7 separate regions of the Mus musculus genome follow, and all the other regions are linked to region 1. The links are chromatin contacts, called in public HiChIP or PLAC-seq and promoter capture Hi-C maps. All regions are on one chromosome and are shown on one strand. Each heading gives the region's core, a stretch centred on a gene start, on an enhancer-like site or on the middle of the called end of the contact. The rest is flanking DNA. Distances are from core to core; before and after follow the strand shown.

Region 1 (2,700 bases), core at 70-2,569:
AAGCCATGTATGAACACTTGAGCCATTCTGCCCAGTTTTTTTTTTTGGGGGGGGGGCGGTTTCAAGACAGGGTTTCTCTGTGTAGCCCTGGCTGTCCTGGAACTCACTCTGTAGACCAGGTTGGCCTCGAACTCAGAAATCCACCTGCCTCTGCCTCCGAGTGCTGGGCTTACAGGCATGCACCACCAATGCCCAGCTTCTGCCCAGTTTTTAAGTTTTGAAACAAGTCTCTTGTAGCCCAGGCTGGCAAGCACCTCTCGGGCATAAACTACAAGGCTCTATCTTCATTTTCAAGATATGAAACTATAATTCAAGGTGACACAAGATCACGTTGCTGGGGAGGGAGGGAACCAGGATTTGAGCCTGGGTTAACAGAACTCCAAAATCCTGTTTCAGATGACTAAAACCCTGTTCATTCCCTCAGAAGGGAGCAGCAGACTCATTCCTACAAGCTACACATAGGTCAGAGTGATGTCACCATCTCTGCGGGGCTGATTCATCAGCCTGGGTTTATTTAGGAGGCGCCTCTGGGGGAGGGGTCTCCTGGTGGGGTCTTGAAGAAACTATCAAACCAGGCGTTGGAAGCAGAGGTTTTCCTCTGTGTCGGTTTCTAGGTCCTTTCAGCAAGAGCCCAGCCATTCTAAAAGTTGAAGAGACAGAGCCCCGGAAGGATCTATGATCCCCTAGTTTACACGGAGAGAGGGAACCAGAAAGGACCAACTTGGTTGTGGGGTCCCCAGCCTGTCATACTACATAGCTCTCTGGCCTGGTGGTAGTAAAGGTGTTTGGATCCCCTAGGCAGGCCGTGGGGGGAGGGGCGGGCGTTCGAAGTGTTGTAGCGCGGTGGGGTATGGAAGAAAGCTGGTGGCCATCTGGAGGTCTGGGATCTGTGGGGAAAGTGCCTCGACTTTCAGACCAGTCGTGGGTGTGGTTCAGAGAAGTCAGTGAGGAGAATCTGAAGGTTCCTAAGGGTGAGCTTGAGGCAGGCTAGCAGCAAAGCCAGAGTGTCCCACCTCTTGGGGTAGGAGGGCCTGGGGAGACTGCGGGGTGGCGTTGGGGAGGGGCTAGCCAGCGAGGAGTTGTCCCTTCTTCCAGGAGGGGCTCCCCAAGGGAAGGGTTGACTCGATCTGGAGGAGAGGGGCTATGTGGGGCGTCCGCCCTTCCGGGGAAGGGGCTCGACGGCGGGGGCGGGGCCGCAGGGTGGGGCCCCATCCTCCTCGCGCTCCCCCGCGACGCGGGCGGGCAGGGGCGGGGACGGAGGCGGTGGGCGCCCGCGGCCGGCCCACAATGAGGACAGCGGGCCGCGGTGAGTAAGCGGCGGCCGCCCGGGCCGGGCCACGCGGGGCGGAGGCTTCGCGGGCAGGTCGGGGCAGGCTGGCCGGGCGGGGTCGGGAGCCGAGTCCGCAGCCCTAGCCGCGCCAGAGCGGAGCGAAGACACCGAGGCCCCGCCCCGGCCGCCGGTGGCGCCCCGACCTCCGAGCCGCGCCGCAGACACAGCCGGAAACTGGCCCTGCCGGAGCGCAAGCGGCAGCCCAGTGCCACCTGACCCCGAGTCGGAGCCACACGAACCGGAGCCCAAGTCCGAGCCCCAGTCCGGGCCGTCTCCGAGCCGGGCCTGCCATGGCGGGGCCGCGGGGCGCTCTCCTGGCCTGGTGTCGCCGCCAGTGCGAGGGCTACCGCGGCGTGGACATCCGCGACCTGAGCAGCTCCTTCCGGGACGGCCTGGCTTTCTGCGCCATCCTGCACCGGCACCGGCCCGACCTGCTGTGAGTGCCCGGGGTGCGCGAGCGAGCACGCGGGGCTGGGGACCGCCGCTCCCCTCAATGACGCGGTGGCACGCGCCGCCCTGAGAGGTCCGGGACCTCACACCCGCCGCTTCTGAACGCGGAGCAGGGCCACCCGAGACCCCAAGACCGTGCACCCCCTCCCCCACCTCGGGCCACTGGTGTCAGGCTCTGACCTCTAAGAGGGAACTCTGACCCGTCCTTCGGGACGTCGTTACTCTAGGCTCCAGCAGAAATACTGAGCCTCGCTTCCTCCATTGGCGTCAGAGCATAGTAACCCCAAACTTGACTGTAGGAGATGAGAATATGCCACTCCCCCAGTTAGGCTTCCTTTAAGTTCGAGCTGGTCCCCGGGTGCTCTGGGAGGCTGACTTCTTTCTAATAGAAATTTACATCTTTGTAAGGGCACCTACCGGAAAGGGTCTTCAGAAAGAATGCGGCCCCAGATCACTTCCTACCTGGGAGAAGCTGCCGGGCTTCGGCTTTACTCACTTCCCCATCCTTCCCTCCCCTAGAAGACAAACCCCATTCCTTTCTATAGATAAGCGGCTATCATCCGGCACAGCAAGTCCCATATTTTGTGGGACTTCCGTGGGAATGTAGGTCATTAGTTTTAATTCTCTCTTCAGCTAGTTTGCCATTTACATTTAAGGCGCAAAGAACCTAGAGGGATGGAGGAGAAAGCTTTTGTAAGGCACTTTGGGCAGATACTCTGTAGGGCACTAACCCCGTTTCTGGCACAGGGTTCCTAGCTAAATGGCTGTCAGGTGACTGCGGGTACACTACTTCCCCAAACCACCTCGATAGGAATCTGTCTAGGTGTATGGTCCCGCGGCTCTGCTGGTTACAGTGGGGAACAAAGATGGAGCAGAAATTAGGAGCCAGGCAGGGGAGGTCTCTAGTGCAGCTGACAACT
Region 2 (2,902 bases), core at 352-2,851, 2.6 Mb before region 1:
AAGCTTCCAAGTAAGCTCTTCCTTTGATAAGGTGCCTTGGTCTTGGTGTTTCATCCCAGTGCCAGACAAACAAACCATCTGCTGTCTTTTTTTTTTTTTTTTTGAACAGAGAATCCTGTGAGTACAGCCCTAGAGGCCACTTTACAACGAACACAATAAGACATTCAAGCATTGTGAACAGTTTTCTATCACTGACCTCCAAAAGTTGAACAAGTACTTGAACACTGGAGGAAGCATGTGACTGCACCTAGTACTCACACTGTAGACCAAGCTGACCTCGAACTAACGGAGGTCATCTGTCTCTGTCTTCTGAGTGCTGGGATTAAAGATGGGTGCCAATGCCGCTGGCTAGTTCTTGTCTACCTGAGTGGCCTTCGCTGCCAATCATCACAGTGATCACCTGAGTTTCCATAGATGTCACACTGACATTCTCTTATTATTGACATCTCTAAAACTACGCTACTTGTCATACTAACAAGTAAAAGTACTGCACGCAGTTAGGGCATAAACAACTGACTATTAAAGGCTTACTGCCTAGAACTACACAGAGGGAAAAGCTTAGGGGCGTTTCATAAAACAAAGGGACAACTTACGTAGTGGTTCTCAACCAGTGGGTCACAATCCCTCTGGGGCGAGCAACCCTTTCATAGACTATCCTGCATATCAAATAATTACGATTCATAACAGTAGCAAAATTACAGTTATGTTTTCTTTTTGGTTTTTTCGAGACAGGGTTTCTCTGTGTAGCCCTGGCTGTCCTGGCACTCACTTTGTAGACCAGACTGGCCTCGAACTCAGAAATCCACCTGCCTCTGCCTCCCAAGTGCTGGGATTAAAGGCGTGTGCCACCACCACCCGGCAAAATTACAGTTATGAAGTAGCAGCGAAAATGATTTTGTAGTTGGGAAATCACCGCAACACGAGGAACCGTATTAAAAGGGCCACAGCATTAGGAAAGTTGAGAACTTTGAGGATCCAATTCAGTGGAGTCAGCTGTGCATGCCTTCTACCACCTACATTTGATGAATGTAGCAAGCCTACTGAGCTTAGCAACATGGACTAGCAATGGTTCCATGACAACCAGTTCTGGATGCCCTGGGTTCCAATCAGACTTCCATAATCTCAAGTCCTCTTTTGATTCACAACACACCTGACATGCTGGCTTGGTAGCACAGCACGAGCGCAATTACAACCTTTCCCAGGACAGGAAGCACAGATGGAAGGTCCAGAGACTATGGTGAGGGGACTCTTAAAGGTCTCTCCCTTAACACGGTTCAAGCCACAGAACTATCCCCCGGGTTCCAGCGCCCCTCGGCGCAAGTAATGTTCTGCTGAGAGTTCCAAAATAACAGCCCAGACTGGACGATCAGGCTCTAGGCGACCCACACGACACTACACGCTGCGCCACGGCCCGGCCTCCCTGGTCTTGCCAAGTGCCTGCATGGTTCCCAGAGGGATGCTGTCCGCTACTTGGAAGTTACCTCTTGTATCTGCAGCTCCTGATCAGGTTCCAAACGTCGTTTCCCCGGCAGCGATGCCGGTGACATGTGGGGCTTACCACACGCCCCCGCCATGCTGCGCCGCGCCGGCTACCGATCTACTGCCGCTTCCGGCAGCGGGAGCGCCTCGTGTGCCCCCAGCCAGGCTCCGCCCTACCAGGCTCTGATTGGTGAGCAGCCCGGGTGAAGCCATCTTGCGCAGGCGTAGGGTGCGGCGCAAGGGCTGGGCCGGCAAAGTAGGCAGGGGAGATCACGGCGCCTGCGCACAGAGGCTACAGGTCTGGCCCTAGCGAGAGCGCGCCGGTCGCAAGATGGCTGCGGCCATGCGAGGCCTTGCTGTGTGTGCGCAGCGGGCGGCGGAGCGGCCCGGACGGCAGGGGCAGCGACGACACTAGCTCAGCCTTCAGCCACTCTTCTAAAAGGCCACCCCAGCCTCTGCCTGCTTTCGTCCGAGATGGATCTGGCCGTGGGCCCCGGTGCAGCGGGGCCCAGCAACGTCCCGGCCTTCCTAACCAAGCTGTGGACCCTCGTGAGCGACCCGGACACAGACGCGCTCATCTGCTGGAGCCCGGTAGGAGCTGGCATGGGCCGGAGCGGCCTTCGAGGGAGGGTCCTGTGGCGGGAGGGGACCTGCTTCGGAGAAAGCGGCCTGCGAGTTAGTCGGGCTCGCCCGGGTTCAGCCATCCTGGCATCCTAGAGGGAGGACGCCGCTGTCTGGGGAGGAAGTGCGCCCCGCCCCCAGAGCCACTCACGGAGAGTAGGCCGAGACCCCAAATCATCCTACATTTCACCCGGACAATAAGGACGGGGCTTCCAGTACAGGGTCTTTGCTCACAGAGAAATAGTTCCCAGAGTCCGTCTGCGTTTCTGCTTTTTAGGCAATCATTCAGAATAAGTGGAAGGCCTAAGGAATGCATGAGAGAAGAGCGAGAATAGGAGGATGTGGAGCCTAAGCTCAGCCCCGATAGTCTCCAGACGCCAGAGCAGTTTTGCCCGGCCCTCCAAGGGCCGTGTCGAACCCTGTTCTGTTGCCTGGCAGCGGACTGTGTACACCGCACACCCTGCTGGCCCTGCATCTCTGGCTGGCTTGCAGAGGTCGTTCCGTGTTTGTGTTAAGTTGGAAAGTAGAATCTGCTGTTCACATGTGGATTCTGAGGGCCAGAGCGCGCAGAGCTAGCCGATGGTGGTGGCCTGAAGACAGGCCACCCTGATTCAATGGGAACCTTTGGAGGGATGGAGGCGGCTAGGTGCCACCACCTTGACCTTCTGCAAGCCAAATCTGGCGGGTCTCTCGGTCTCTGCGGAGCACTGCCCCCTCGCACAAGTTTCTTAAGCTGGCAAGAATGGAGAAAAGGCCTGGGTGGCAGATGGAGGCCAAGGCTTCTGGCTCTCAGTTGCCTGTT
Region 3 (2,700 bases), core at 194-2,693, 2.6 Mb after region 1:
ACAGTCATACGTGCAAGCAAAACTCCTATAACACATTAAAAAAGTAAATAAATAAAAATTTAAAAATAAAAAGCAACGCAGAGAGGCAGGGAGCTGGGAGTGGGTCTGGGAGCCCTCACGTAGGATAAGTAAACTAATCCAGACCTGTCTGAACTTTAGATGCTTGTAAGGCCATACAATTCCTGAGAACCCAGGATGGGAAGGAGTAGTTCTATAGGGGACTCAATCCACATGTATACTCCAGTTGGCAAAAGCGTTGACTTCAGGTGTCTTCTTCAATCTCTTGCTATCCACTGTATCGCTGCTGGCTGGTCAGCAGGCCATGGGAATCCTTCTGTGTCTGCTTACCTAGTGCTGGGATCACAGGCATGCTCTGTCATGCACTGGGGGGCAAAACTCAGCTTTCCATGCTCTGGCTGTACTCACTTACAGGCTGAGTCATCTCTCCTAGATTTAAGGTTATAACATCTATCCGTATAATTTATTTGTGGATATGGGGGTTTTGCTGAATGCATATGTATGGACCATGTTAGTGCTTGGCGTCATCAGAGGCCAGAAGAGAAAGTAGGATCCACTATAACTGGGTTTATAGAATTTTGTGAGTTGTTCTGGGTTCTGGGAATCAAACCTGGTACCTCTGGAAAAGTGGCCAGTAACCACTGAACCATTTCTCCAGTCCAAGGCTTTTTTTTCCCCATTTATTTATTTAGCTTGTGTGTTTGTTTTATGTGCGTGACACAAAGGTCAGGACAACTTTGTGAGTAGCTTTTTGACTTCCAGGTTTATGTTGTGGCTCAGAGATTTGAACTCAGGTAGAAAGGCTCATGGAACAAGATCCTTCACCTACTAAACCATCTCATAAGCCCCAGCGAGCAGACGGACATAGAGTTTAAGAATATTCCTGTTCCTGTCTGAATTGAAAGAGGGATTAGGCATTTCTGCTAGGCATTCCTGTCCAAGAGCACCTTTACTTCCTACCTGGGGAGAGTGTGAATTTTTGTCTGGGGCCCCTGGGGAGAGTGCGAATTTTTGTGTGTGTGGGGGGGGGGCTGGCACGTCCAATCCCTTGTGCTCAGATGGTTTGAAATTTGACTAAGAAAGGACAAAAACAAAAAACAAAAAAACCCGCCGGGCGTGGTGGCGCATGCCTTTAATCCCAGCACTTGGGAGGCAGAGGCAGGCGGATTTCTGAGTTCGAGGCCAGCCTGGTCTACAGAGTGAGTTCTAGGACAGCCAGGACTATACAGAGAAACCCTGTCTCTGAAAAAACAACAACAAAACCCTAGAAGTACCCTTCAGGAGATTTCGCATTACTAAGGCAACGACCCTTTTCGTGCACCCAGGAGAAAACTACAACTCCCCTAATCCTCACGGCTACCCAGCCCCTCCTTAATGGAGGCGGGGCGCGGGCGAGCGCGGAACCGGCTTCCTATTTCCTGCGGCATGATTGGCCCGCAGCTCGGGCGCAGCAGCCAATGAGCACACTCTCGGAGAGCGGCGAGGGCAATATGGCTTCCTGCACCTGGTGACGGTTGAGGGAATTGAATTTGGTATCATGGAGAAACCGCGGGGCACTGAGGTAAGAGGGAAAGGGCTCAGCCCAAGCGGGAAGGGGAGCCCCAAACGCCTCGCTCGGCGGACGCGCCGTTTTAGCGATGTCTTAGTGGTGGACAGTTGCAGGATTGGTAAACTGAGGTACGGAGCTTAGCCTCGGCCAGAGGCCCCCGAGGTTCCTTTTGGTCTGGTGACGAAGGAAGGATGGCAACGCCTCCCTAGCCAGGGGCAGGGAAACTGGGCTCTGAACTTTGTCTTGGTTTCATGGTTCTGAGCTTTAGGATCGTGCGGCCTGTCCCTTCCACGCGGGAAGTGAAGGGAGGAAGATCGGAGTTGATTCCTACTCCACGCTGGGAGCGTTCACGTGCTGGTCTCCCCGTACGCTCACAGCCATCTTCTTTAGGGAGGGATTAAAACAGCCCTCTGGGTCGACACAGCTGCAAAGTGCAAGAGGTTGTCACCAAGTACGTCAGTTTCCAAAACTGCGTTACGCTTTTTCCGTGGTACCGCAGCCGGTGACCCACCGCACCTTGCATTTGAAGTCTCTTGCCGTTTCCTAGCGGTAATAATTGCTAAGCTTTATTGAGCACTGTTGAGTGTTTTACGTTTATCATCCCTTCCCAAAATATTATTAAATAGTGGTGTTGTCTTTATTTGGTGGAAACCGAGGCAGTGCATTTGACTCGCTGTGCATCGTACAGCTAGGAAGCACTAGAGATCGTATTTGAACCTTGGCCCAAAGCGTCATTCTCTTTACCTCTGTCTTGCCCAACAAGCTAGGCACGTTTTTTCCTATTACAAGCTAGGTACGTTTTTATGTAGCATTTCATCGCTACCTCACATTCTGTGAGCCAACAGCTGTCGTGGATGAGAAAATTGTCCCACAGACCTTAAGTGACTTGCCCCAGGATCAGTAGCTGATTTCAATCAGAGCTCAACTCACGGCTGTGGTCCATACCACCATACAATTAGTCATCTGACTCAAAGCCTCCTTGGGATAGCCTGGGTCTCAATTTTCTCAGTCTTTTTTTCTTTTCCCTGTTTTCCTTTAAGGAAGAAAACAGGTTTATTGGATACATTGCAAGGAGCAGTGGTCTAGGCAGCAGCAAGAGGGCCTGGCAGTCTTAAATTTGTTTCTGAGTTGAG
Region 4 (2,700 bases), core at 37-2,536, 2.6 Mb before region 1:
CTTTGCCACCCTAGATAGCCACTTCCTCCAAGCCCCTCAGGTACTTCCTAACCCAGAGCTACTAAAGGGTCCCATGATGATCACCAAAAAGAGTCTCAGGGCCGGCTTTGTAGGAGACAGTCTCCATTTCTTCAGCTAAGCAGGGCCTCTCCCATAGGTGTGTTCATACCAAACCTCTCTCCGGTACTCCAACCACGGGATGAAAGTCTCACTTAGTAGTCAGCTCTGCCCCTATAGCCCGAAGTCATTCTGGTAACATAAGCTGGGCTTCCTTCAGGCCCTCCTACTTGCTGGAAGAGGGGTGAATAAGCCATGCAGCCTGTTAGTACTAGAAAGCTTCCTGTACTGTCCTCTGCCCCGAGCAAACGCCCATACCCATCGCCTCAAACAGGCGTGTGTCCTCTGGAGCCTCTAGCAGCCTTCTCTACCCACAGGACACCCCTCGTAGTTTTTGCAAAGGTAACTCTTCATCATAACCCTCCCTGGAAAACATCAGCCTCCTTCCACTGAAGAAAGCCCATTCATCTCCACCCCCCACCCCCCCGGGGCTCACATTTCCTGCTACCCACTCCTCAGAAAGGACCTCAAGGGACTCTGCCTCAAGGTGTGCTTACTTTCCTAAGCAATATGGAAAGGGGGCTGCTGCCCACTCCTCTACCCAGACTCCCTGGTCGGCTACACGACCACACCTGGGTGACCTTGGCAAGTGACCCTCTCCCCAAAGCCCGTGTCCCAGTACAGCCCCAGGGGAGCCCCGGCCGCGTAACTCGCAAAGCTGTGGCCAACTTTTAAGAACTAGGAGCGTCACTGGAGAGGTCAGATGTAAGGGGATCAGGCACTCCGCTACCTCAGATCCCAGTAGCCGTCGCCCACGCTGGTCCGCCCGTCTTTGTCCCGGGTATGGGCTGGAGCCGGAGCCGGAGCCGGCGCGTCACCCCCGGCGCCCAAGTCGGGGCTCACAGCCGCGTCTCGCACCTCGTCCTCTTCTACCTTGGGCCCACTACCACCCTGGACGGAAACCCGCGAGCCGGTCCTCCGACGCCGAGAGCTTCCCGCGCCTCCGCGGTCGCCCATGGCTTCGGCCCGCACCTCGTCGCGGCCCAGTCGTGCTCCGCCGGCTCTCAGCGCTTGGAGCCCGCGGCCCCGCCTCTGGACCCTGAGCAACGGCCTCCGCCGCCGCCCCCTGCCGGCCTCCGTAGCCGGCGCAGCGCACGACTACCTCTGCGACGCTGAGGCTGCGATGCTGCGGAGCAGCTGACTGGCTGTGGCGTCAACTGGAGAGTCCATTTGTAGTCCGAGGCCGAGCGGAGGCGGAGCCTAATCGAAGACGCGGAGCACGCTGGGAGTCGCGGGAGCAGAGCGCGGAGCCTCCTGGGAGTTGAAGGCACCGGGAGCTGGTGACGTATAGCACTCTGGGAATTGCAGTCACAGGCTGGCAGAAGCAACTAGTGTGCAGCTTGGCTGTGAACTTCGGTGGAAGAGGTCCGAGGTGCTGTCTCACTGCGAGGAGCAAGCGGGAGGAGAACTGCCCCGGCTCCTGGCTCCCTGGCAGCTACGCACTTCCTCTGACCTCTTGCTTGCCTCTTGTCCCACTTATGTAAAAACATCCTTTCGTCATCCCCAGCAGCGGTTTGAGTGTAGGTCATTTATGAAACTGCGCTGACGTCTTGCGGTTCCAAATCCATTTTTGAGCGCACAACCGACAGACTTATCTGCTCTGGCAGCATCGTTCTCCGAAAGATCCCTAGCTGCTAGGCAGGAACCAGTTTAAATGTACCTTGGAGCACATAGCCTGTCAAAGGATCAAACTGGAGAAATACCCAGCTTCGCATTACAGCAAATGTGTGCAACTGCCCAGTTAGTTAAAAGAAGCAACTCACCAGTCACCATGGCCTCTTCCTCTACCGCCCCACAGTGCTGTCGAGGGCCCGACAAGCAACGTGCCTGATTTAGACACCGCCGTGCATACATTCTAGACCTGAGGAAGCACCTAATTTCCTTCAGAAACACTATAAAGGACCAAGGAGAATAGTGGCTTTCTCTTCTGGGGAATAGCAGGCCTAAGAAGCACCTCTATAGGACAAGGTTGGTAGCCTCTCCTACAGGATGCTACTAGTCTTCCTATTAAGCTCCCTCCACTTCTGTAGTATCCACTGACTCCTTCCCTCAGGTCACACTTTCTTCACGACACATCTCATGATGAGCAATCTGGGCTGCCCTGCCGGTGGTGTCTTTGTACATATGCAGAGAAAAGCGAACCCAGGCTTGGACTTTTGTGGATCAGAGCCAACCTGGTCAGTGTCTCCGAGCATTCCTTTGTTGCTGGCCCAGTCTTTCATCTGGTCCTTGGCAAGGCAAGGGCTAGGTCTTTGTGAATAGTGACCCCAAAAGGAGGCAGAGTGAAAGAAAAAGTCTCTTTGGGAGCCTGAAGTGAAGGTAAGTCGTGTGAGCTCTGCCATGCCTTTCCCGCTCCTTCCTCTGTTAAGTGAATACGAGGCTTCCACATTCTCCTGGGCTAGCACGTTGGCTACACCAGCTTCCAGTTTGAAACCAAAAACTAAAAGTGGAAGGTTGAGGCCTAGGCTGCCACTAAAGCCAGAGATGAATCCACACCATCCAAGAGAATGAAAGTCCTCCTTGGAGACAGCTATTCATTGACATTCAGCCTTACAGCTGTCAGCCTCCAAGAGGCCATGGGAG
Region 5 (2,700 bases), core at 81-2,580, 2.8 Mb before region 1:
TTCCTAGGTGCCCAGCTTTTCCATCACTACCCCCAACCTCGACCAGGTGGCCCGGACATATTCAAATAAGCATTTATTTCACAACACTGACCATTTTGTCCTTCTGCGGTGGCATCTCGCACCAGTGCTGCCCACTGCTGTGCTTCCTCGGGGTCGAGGAAGTGCACGCTGAAGGTTCCAGGACCTCCAGGGGGAGGCTGCAGCTCGTGTTGGTTAGGCCCACGGACGGTGTAACAAATAGCCTCCAAGGGCCATTCTAAACTGACCTGAACAGGGAAGAGTACTCGGTCGGTGGTTCCTCTTCGTTACCCACACGAATGTGAAAGGAAAAGGAACGAGGTAATCTTTACGGCTCTGAACTTTTCTCGCCTGTTATCTTACCAATTCCTCACAAGATTTGTAAATTAGGTATCAGCATTATTCCCACTTTTACAGGCAATCAAGAAAAATAACTGCTTAAGGACTGTCGTCAAGGTAATCGAAAGAAAGTTGATTCCAGAATCGGGCCCACACTCACCGCCCCAGGCTCGGTGCCTAACAGTCCTAGCCGGAAGCGTCCAGGCCGCTCAGGGTCCGCTATCAATTGCAGCTTCCGCGGCTGCGCTTCGGCATCCTGTCCAGCGCCCAGGGGCCTGACCGCCGCGTGCACTGCCAGGAGCACCACAGGTGAGGCAGGGTCTGCAGCCACTGCCGCACCGCCGGCGGGCGGCGACATTTCTGATCCGGCGGAGTCCTGACTCTCCGAGAGTGCTTCCGTGATAGAGAACTGTCGAGTACTTCCGCCGGCCAGAAACTCGGACTGTGAGCCTCGGTTCCGGATGCCCCAGAGCTTGGAGAACAAGAAGGACCCGATGCTGCGCACTACCAGAGCCTGATGGCTCGCTAAGCGATAGGAATGGTCCCAGATCTCCAGGCACGGTCCGGCCAAGCTAGTCACCTTTCAGCAGGACCCGAGACAGTGTCACAGACCGGTCACCGGTCACAAAAAGAAGGCAAGGATGAACTTTTCTTAAAGGTTCGAACGAACGACAGCTGCTGCCCTACACAAGACAATACCAGTTCCCGGAAGGAACCAGGCACCAATGCACACAAACACACATAAGCACAGCAGAGGCTCTTCGTAACCGTGGACCACTCTAGGAAGAGGGTTGGCTCCTGGGGGCGGGGCGGGCATGGTTCTAACCAATCAACACCAAGAGGGGAGGCGGGTTCGTTAGCGAGTGCGAGACAGACAAGCTATGCAGCCAGTAGAAGTGGAAGGTGAAGCCGAGTGGCGGAGGAGTCCACCAATAAGGTTTCTCGTGGTCTGGCCCTGTGGTTAAAGTGGACCATTCAGAGGAGTGGGGTTGGGCCCGTCGGACGCTTGTTGTTGTCGGGTCGGGGGAGGCGGAGGTCGCTGTTTCGTTCTCTGGCTGGTACGATCTCGGCGGTCCGCGGCAGGTTGGTCGCGAAAGCGGGCGTTGCAGGGGGGCGAGGCTATGTCGCGGCTGCAGCCCGTATGGGCCGGCAGGGCCTGGAGTAACGGGACGTCGCCGCGAAGCTTCTTCCCCCGGATACAGTGCGGCCCGAGTGGAGGCCGCGGCGCCGCCCTCCAGTCCTGAGGAACCCGCGCTGCGCAAAGCCCGCGCCGCCGTCACCTCGGCACCGACACTAAACAACCCGTCTACCCTGGCTTGATCTAGCCCAATTCTGGCAGGTGGGTGTCCGCCTTGTGCGCCAAGCGGTCCGGGCTTGCGGGAACCACAGTCCCCGGCGGGCCTCGCGCTGCTGCAGTGCCTCATGGGACTTGTAGTTCTTATGCTGCTTGGGGCTGGAGCGCCTCTCTTGGTGCACTGCCTCCTGGGGCTTGTAGTTTCCCGCTACGAATCTGCTGGTACCTCTAGGCTTGCAGGGCAGCAATGCCAGGAGACCACTGGCCTGCGCCAGCAGAGGTGGTGTGTCTGCCCATCCTACACACTTCGACGTACGAAGTACGAATTAGGCATACTTGCAAATAGAATTGAAGAATTCATGGGTTTCCTCCTCTTGACAGGAAGCAGTGAAGCAACCCATAGAACCCGGGAGGAGCACCCATACAGGTGACCCTCAAGGCTTGAAACCCCAGATGCCCCGTTCCGAACCGGATAGCAGGTTCTTATTGAGGACCTTACAACAGTCTGAGGATGCCTGCAGAATGTCAATGGAGTAGGAATGTCGAGAGTGGGTGGGGCCCCCAGCCAGCCCCAGTATATAGTACTTGAGATTGAGGTAGAACCTGGACATGCCATGCTCATGCATAGGATCATCTCCCTGTCAGCCAGTGCTGAGTTCTCAGGGGCAGGTAAGGTGAGGAAGATGAGCTCCATGGTGGACTCAAGGTTAGCTCGAGCTGCAAACAGTACTCTGCTAGTGGGTGGAAAGGCTGAAAGTGGAGCCCTTTGGAGCTAGGTAGCCATGCTGGCTTCCCACATTCCCAGGTAGTGCTGCCCTAATCCCACTGGCACAAGAATCTCCCTTCCCAAAGGACATGAAGCTATTGGAGAACTCCAGCTTTGAGGCCATCAACTCACAGTTGACAGTGGAGACTGGAGATGCCCATATTATTGGCAGGTGAGGCTGGAGGCTCTGGGGATCAATCTGTCAGAGATCACTATCGTGGGCCTCGGGGTTAGCATGCTTCATGACTCTGCCTGCGTTCTTTAGGATTGAAAGCTACTCGTG
Region 6 (2,787 bases), core at 195-2,694, 2.7 Mb after region 1:
TGAGAAACCAGACCCAGGTAAAGGAAATGGGGAAAGGTTCCCAGGCAGGCAAGCAAAATCCGTACATCTGAAACCCGGGCATCATCCAATATTCAGAAAGTCTGAGTCTCCTCCCCATTACAAGGCCTACCCTAGGACCAGACTTACCAGATCCTCAGCAACCCTCCCCGGCAGGGTGTTAAACCTCCCTAATCCTGCCTCCCACACCAGCTGTTTTCCCCAGTGCTTAAGTGAGGCATTGGGGGTAGGCGCTCAGGCAAGCAACAGGATTTTTATTGTTGTTAAGAAATCAAAGAGAAACCAAACCCACTCCCAGGCCAGGGTGGATAGGTTAGGGTGGATGGGGGGGGGGGGGGTAGGTTAGACACCGAACTGGCACCGGAAACCCTGTCTGCTGATCCCAAAGCCTGCTGTGTGAAGTTCTGGTTGCTCCCAGGGGAGGGGATGGCTTTTCCCTTTTCCCTCCTTAGATTTTTGGTCAAGGGCGGAGTACATCCCCCTCAGACAGAAGGGGAAGTTTAGGAATAGAAGAGATCAGACACAATTAATACACTATCCGACAGGCTCTTTGGGTACTTTTTTTTCCGCCTACACAAGTATATAAAGAGCTCAACCTGCAATGAGTTCTTGCTCGGCAACCCAAGGGCACTCTCCACTAACCGGCCCTGTCACCAAGAAGGGGATGTCCAAATTTCCCATCTCACAGGTTCCAAAGGGACAGAAACAGACTGTGTTAATAATCACCACCCCGCACACGTGAAAAGCAGCCGAAAAATAAAGATAGAATCCCCTCCCTTCCCATAATTTATTTAACTCTGGCCAGAGTTTGGTTTCTGGGGGGGGGGGGCAAGGAAAACATAACGAGTGAGGCGTGAATAAATGGGGAAGGAGGTCAAGGAGGAAACGCTCTCCGCTTAGGAGAGGGCCGCACTCGAAACTAGGTACCCCAGGATCAAAGAGAGTGATGGAGAGCGAAACAGGGGCGGATCCGGAGAGGGGCAGCAGGGGAGTGGACCAGTGTGGGCGTCCCCCGCCCGCAAGCCCGCGCACTCACTCGGGTCTCCACGAAGGGTCCGCTCTGCAGGCCGCGGGACGGAGGTCTCTCTCCCAGCTTCCCGGGCACCGCGAGGCTGAGGGCCACGGTGTCCTTTTACGTCGTTTGAGGGTAGAGAGGGACGAGGACCGAGCTCATGTGATTCTTTCCGCTGTTTTTGGAGGTCGAGCTCGGCGGCGACGGCGCGGGGATGGCGGACCCGAGGATGGCACCCGTCACGCGGTGGATGGAGGCCAGCCCTGGATGTACTCGTCTGGCAGGTCCTGTCCTTCTGGCCTCTCGGTTCCCACGACACTCAGTCTCAACGACCTGCACCTTCCCGCGCCTGGGCCCGAAGTGAGCAAAGTCAATGAAAAGTTTCACCCTCAGCAACCCTGCGCATGAATCTGCTTTCCCCACCCCTGCGTGATGCGTCCCTCCGCCCAGCCGGGGCGGGGCCGGGACTACTTTTCCTCCCTTGGCATCTTTAACCCCTCGCAGCCCAGTCGTAGGTTGGGATTCCAGGTTCTGCGGGAAGTGTAATAGCGATCTTCTCACCTTGTCTCCTCTAGACCCCTCCCTGCCACGTCCTCAGCGGGGCTGCTCACCCTCGGAATCCTTCTGAGCGCCTTAGCGCCGGATTTCTTCTCTTAAGACTCCAAAGCAGTCTGAGCTCGCCATGTACGTTTTTTTCTTTTTTTTTTAAACCGGTGTAGACCAACCCCGGGGAGGGTAGGGACAGACCTGGAACACAACAGGCCATTAGGAAGTAGCCTGGGACACAGTGGCTGTTGCTGGCATCACCGGGGCCCTGAGAACTCCAAACCCTAGCCCCAGCTCTCAAAGTTCCCTAAGACCTAGACGGCATGACTCTTCAGTTCTGACGGTCCCCGTGACTTGAACTCCCCGGTTCCGATTTGTTCATTCTGAATTTGGGGAGACAGTGGCACGATGCCACCTCCAGGAAGGTTCTGGATCTGAGTGTAGGCTAACCTGAGTTTACCAGTGTCGCCCTCCTGGTGGGGACGTGGAAGATCGAAGGGAAGGGAAGGGTGCAAGAAGATCGAGGGTTAGAAAAAAGAGCGGAGCACCGGTTAGTCATGCACTCCCAGCCCGGAAAGTTGGGTCCCAAACACCATAATAGGGCTGGCCACGCGCGACCGCCGCCCCTCTGCTGAGGTCCTCGAGCTCTCTGGAGCAGGTTACCCACGCACAGGAGAGCATGAGAGCCGCGCTCCTTCTAGCAATAGTCGCAGAAGAAGCGCCAGCCCTGGCAAGGTGAGCAGGGTGTTCATTAAGCCCGACAGCACCCGGCGGCGGCGAAGCGAGGCGCACCCGGGCCCGGATTTTGGTCACGCTTTTTCTACTCTGTGGCTTTGTGACAGTGCAGGCTCAGCGATGAGGGGGTCTAGGATCTGTGGCGGGTTGAAACCCTAGGAGAACTGGACTATCAGACTAGGCTGGAGGACCGCTGGCCTTGTGTACAGTTCCCCTAGCCCCCGCCTTAGTTCGCCTATTTTCCAATTCAACAACCCCTCCTCTTCTTCTTTTTTTTTTTTCTTGGGGGGGGGGGTTCGAGACAGGGTTTCTCTGTATAGCTCTGACTGTCGTGGAACTCACTTTGTAGACCAGGCTGGCCTCGAACTCAGAAATCAGCCTGCCTCTGTCTCCCGAGTGCTGGGATTAAAGGCGTGCACCACCACGCCTGGCCAACCCCTATTCTTTATTCACGTTCCTGAAGGTTCCGGTGCAAC
Region 7 (2,951 bases), core at 60-2,559, 2.4 Mb before region 1:
GTTTGAGGCCAGCCTGGTCTACAAAGTGAGTTCCAGGACAGCCAGGGCTATACAGAGAAGCCCTGTCTCAAAAAAACAAACAAAAAAAAAAAAAAAAAGAAAAAAGAAAAAACAATAACAAACAAAAAAGTCAAGCCTTAGGTGGGGAGTCTGCTCAGGACTTGATGGGGGTGGGGATACAGATTGACAGACCTTCTGGACCAAAAAGGGAATAGAGTCTGTCCTCAGGAACAAGAGGAGGATACAGAGACTTAAGTGATCTTCCCATGAGTATGTTGTAGGTGCCCATATAGGCATGGCCATCTAATTGGTGGCTCTATTCTTGGGCTCAGTCACCATCTATGTTCTAAGTTCTCCTGGCTACTACAATGGGCAGCTTTGCATTGAGGGTCTGATTAGAGCGCTGATGGCAGAGGTTGGTGTCAGAGCCAACAATCCAAGACCTTCATGAGCACTAAAAGCTTTTGAGAATTCACCTTTTCCTGTGAAGCCCCTCCCCATTGTACCATCAACAGGACAGAGACCCTGGCAGGTGCCAAGGAAGGTACAGTCATGAGTGGAGGAGGGAATGGGGACACACAAGGAGGATGAGCACAGTGGGACTTCACTTCCTCTGACAGTTCTGCCCCTGGCTGGGTTGTGATCTTATCTCAGATTCTTCTTTTAGCTCTCATCTGTCTCCCCTCCCCACCCCCAATCCTATCACCTCCTGCCCCTCTGCTTTTCGTCCTCAGAGCTCTAGCTGAGAGTTCCTGTGTCTCACCTGTCAAATATCCCTATGGCCTCAGACCTATTCACTAAAGAAGACATTCTCTCCTGCAAGTCTGAGGTCTCCCTTTCCACTGGTCCTTCCTTGGTTCCAGTTAAAGCCTGGCTCCTTGAACTGACATTCAAGGCTCCTCATCGGGACTGCTTCTCCCTGATCACAGTGTCCCAGGGTCCAACCATCACCCAAACTGCTGCCCATCCTCTTTCGAGCAACGAGGGACTCCTACCCTTTAATCAAAGGATAGGATAAATAAAGATCACCCTTCCGGGAACACCTGAACATTTGCCCTTCCCGCCCTACCCCGGACATCAGGGTGTTAGTACCACAGAATAGAGCACGGGAATTAAAAAAAAAAAAAAAATCTTCCACAGTATCAACCAATCAGCTACCGGAGCTGACCCCGCCCCTGTCAATCTACAGTGGATGACTCTGTCCCTGGAGGACGCTCCTTAGGCCCCGCCCTCGCAAAACGACTCAGCCCAGCCTTCCCGCCCAGCCTTCCCGCCCAGCACCGCGGCTTCCGCTCGGGACACCTCGGGCCGGAAGTGTCGCGTTGCCATGGCGAGGATGGGCGCGGGGCCCGCCCCCGTGGCGCCTGGAGCAGCGCCGGGCTCCAGGGTCGGCCGGGCCGGGTTCAGGGAGCGGCCAGGGAGGTTCCAGGTGAGAAGGCCGGCGATTGTGAGTGAGGGTCGGGTCTATCTGGGGACGCGGGGGAGGCCCAGCACGGCTGGGCGGGGCATAGCGGGTGAGCCAGCGCCGGTTCTTCTGCGGCCCGGTGCTGGCCCGGCAATGGAGCGGGTCGTGAGGGGCCTGCAGAAGGGGCGCCAGCGAGGCGGCCAGCGGAGGGTGGGTTTTTGTTGTTGTTAGTTTTTGTTTTTGTTTTTGTGAAACCTATCAGTGAAGGAAGTTCTTGCAACCTGTTGGTCGGGCAAATCCATCGACAGTCTTCATTCTGACCTTAGGACCGCGAAGGGACTTTCCTGTGCTTCATGTGGGCTTTGGTGTTCAGTCAAAGCACACTCTAGAGCCTCTTACGGCTTCAAGTGCCCCTTTTCTGGAGGCTGTGCCTCCTGGATTGTGGTTGGGAGAGGAATGTAAATGAGCTTGTGAAAACTGTTTGGGCTCCTTTGGGTTCCTGACGGAACCAGTGCTAGAGGCTAGAGACAAGGAGGATTAATTATTACGGGTGCAGAAGAGAAGTGTGTATTGGCTTGGGAGGTAGAGCAAAGTTAGCTGACTCCTGACTGCTCCACTTTTCTTCCATATCCTTACTTGGGTGGTGAAGGTAGAGGCGAGAGGGCAGACCTCAGTGAGCCCTCTTGGGTGTCTTTGCTCCCTAGGTCTTCCCTTATAGGATTGGGGTTTTCTTTGGAGGCTTTGTCTTGCTTTAAACACCCTGGCTCTTTAGAAGGCCACCTGATTCACTTCATGGAAACCAAAGCTGCCACTAGCTCAGCATGAGAGCCGGTTGGGTTGAGGGACTGGAGGCCTAATGAGACCTGCCCTAACCCGCTGGCTTCATGTTGTCATGGTGATGGGACTTTCAGGTCTCTCAAGGGCTGCTAGTCTGCCTCTGTTGCTAGTTTTTGCCCAAGGAGGTTTTTTTTGGGGGGGGGGGGCGGGAGGCGGGGAGGGTTTTCCTCTCCTAAGGCCTGGTTTGACTTCCTTCCCTGTTGGCTCAGGCCTTCCTATTCCCCGCCTCTTTTTTTTTTTTTTTAAGGAATAATTCTTTTAAGTATTATTTATTTATTTATCGTTTTGGGGTGGGTACATGCCATGATCCACGTGTAAGTGGTTAGAGGATATCTTTGTGGATCTCCTGGAACTGTCATTTTGTAGTTGTGAGCCACCCTGTGGTTACTGGGAACTAAATCCTGGTGCTCTGGAAAAGCAGCCACCTGTGCTCTCAAGCTCTGAGGCATCTCACCAGTTCCTTTACTTTTTGTTTTTGAGATAGGGTCTCACTATGTAGCCTAAGCTGACCTTAAACTTGCCGTATAGCTCAGGCTAGCCTCAAATTTGCTGCGGTTCTCCTGTCTCTTAGGTGTGGATAAGTCATCCAACTCCTTTCCAGTCATTTCGAGTCTTTTTTTGCTTATGGGCTGTGTAACAACCCGTGTTTTCCTGAGTGATAGAAATGAAAATTGCTATATGTACAGAGGAGACCTTTTTAGAAAGGAAG

What was found. Promoter capture Hi-C pulls out the DNA fragments that hold promoters and counts their contacts. HiChIP or PLAC-seq counts read pairs in DNA pulled down with a chosen protein or histone mark. Capture Hi-C pulls out chosen DNA fragments and counts their contacts.
Region 2: a contact with region 1 is called in a promoter capture Hi-C map of pre-B cells, with 3 times the contacts expected there. The contact joins the promoter of Bop1 here to the promoter of Micall1 in region 1. A contact is called at or near these places in 3 of 39 promoter capture datasets (liver and pre-B cells).
Region 3: a contact with region 1 is called in a promoter capture Hi-C map of liver, with 3 times the contacts expected there. The contact joins the promoter of L3mbtl2 here to the promoter of Micall1 in region 1. A contact is called at or near these places in 1 of 39 promoter capture datasets (embryonic stem cells) and 1 of 9 other capture datasets (liver).
Region 4: a promoter capture Hi-C map of liver shows a contact between it and region 1, with 4 times the contacts expected there. The contact joins the promoter of Dgat1 here to the promoter of Micall1 in region 1. A contact is called at or near these places in 3 of 39 promoter capture datasets (hippocampal neurons, liver and pre-B cells) and 1 of 9 other capture datasets (liver).
Region 5: a contact with region 1 is called in a promoter capture Hi-C map of adipose tissue, with 4 times the contacts expected there. The contact joins the promoter of Maf1 here to the promoter of Micall1 in region 1. A contact is called at or near these places in 2 of 9 other capture datasets (adipose tissue and liver).
Region 6: a contact with region 1 is called in an H3K27ac HiChIP or PLAC-seq map of double positive thymocytes, with 5 times the contacts expected there. The contact joins the promoter of Tob2 here to the promoter of Micall1 in region 1. A contact is called at or near these places in 1 of 39 promoter capture datasets (hippocampal neurons) and 1 of 115 datasets of contacts at active chromatin or transcription factors (double positive thymocytes).
Region 7: a contact with region 1 is called in a promoter capture Hi-C map of liver, with 6 times the contacts expected there. The contact joins the promoter of Ppp1r16a here to the promoter of Micall1 in region 1. A contact is called at or near these places in 2 of 39 promoter capture datasets (hippocampal neurons and liver).

The regions. Positions count from the first base shown.
Region 1 is chr15:79,107,664-79,110,363 of GRCm38.p6, forward strand. It overlaps Micall1 (microtubule associated monooxygenase, calponin and LIM domain containing -like 1), which reads left to right and starts at 1,320. Exons shown (of 16, transcript NM_177461.1): 1 at 1,320-1,766. The coding sequence starts at 1,621.
Region 2 is chr15:76,475,648-76,478,549 of GRCm38.p6, forward strand. Bop1 (block of proliferation 1) reads right to left here and starts at 1,602. Exons shown (of 16, transcript NM_013481.2): 1 at 1,482-1,602. The coding sequence starts at 1,574. Hsf1 (heat shock factor 1) reads left to right here and starts at 1,715. Exons shown (of 13, transcript NM_001331154.1): 1 at 1,715-2,070. The coding sequence starts at 1,954.
Region 3 is chr15:81,662,446-81,665,145 of GRCm38.p6, forward strand. L3mbtl2 (L3MBTL2 polycomb repressive complex 1 subunit) reads left to right here and starts at 1,444. Exons shown (of 17, transcript NM_145993.5): 1 at 1,444-1,579. The coding sequence starts at 1,556.
Region 4 is chr15:76,510,708-76,513,407 of GRCm38.p6, forward strand. Dgat1 (diacylglycerol O-acyltransferase 1) reads right to left here and starts at 1,287. Exons shown (of 17, transcript NM_010046.3): 1 at 848-1,287. The coding sequence starts at 1,074.
Region 5 is chr15:76,349,964-76,352,663 of GRCm38.p6, forward strand. Maf1 (MAF1 homolog, negative regulator of RNA polymerase III) reads left to right here and starts at 1,331. Exons shown (of 8, transcript NM_026859.3): 1 at 1,331-1,696; 2 at 2,457-2,589; 3 at 2,683-2,700. The coding sequence starts at 2,507. It overlaps Sharpin (SHANK-associated RH domain interacting protein), which reads right to left and starts at 1,147. Exons shown (of 9, transcript NM_025340.2): 1 at 518-1,147; 2 at 92-266. The coding sequence starts at 715.
Region 6 is chr15:81,856,882-81,859,668 of GRCm38.p6, forward strand. It overlaps Tob2 (transducer of ERBB2, 2), which reads right to left and starts at 1,445. Exons shown (of 2, transcript NM_020507.3): 1 at 1,055-1,445.
Region 7 is chr15:76,670,334-76,673,284 of GRCm38.p6, forward strand. Ppp1r16a (protein phosphatase 1, regulatory subunit 16A) reads left to right here and starts at 1,310. Exons shown (of 12, transcript NM_001358933.1): 1 at 1,310-1,429. It also overlaps a transcript of Foxh1 not described here.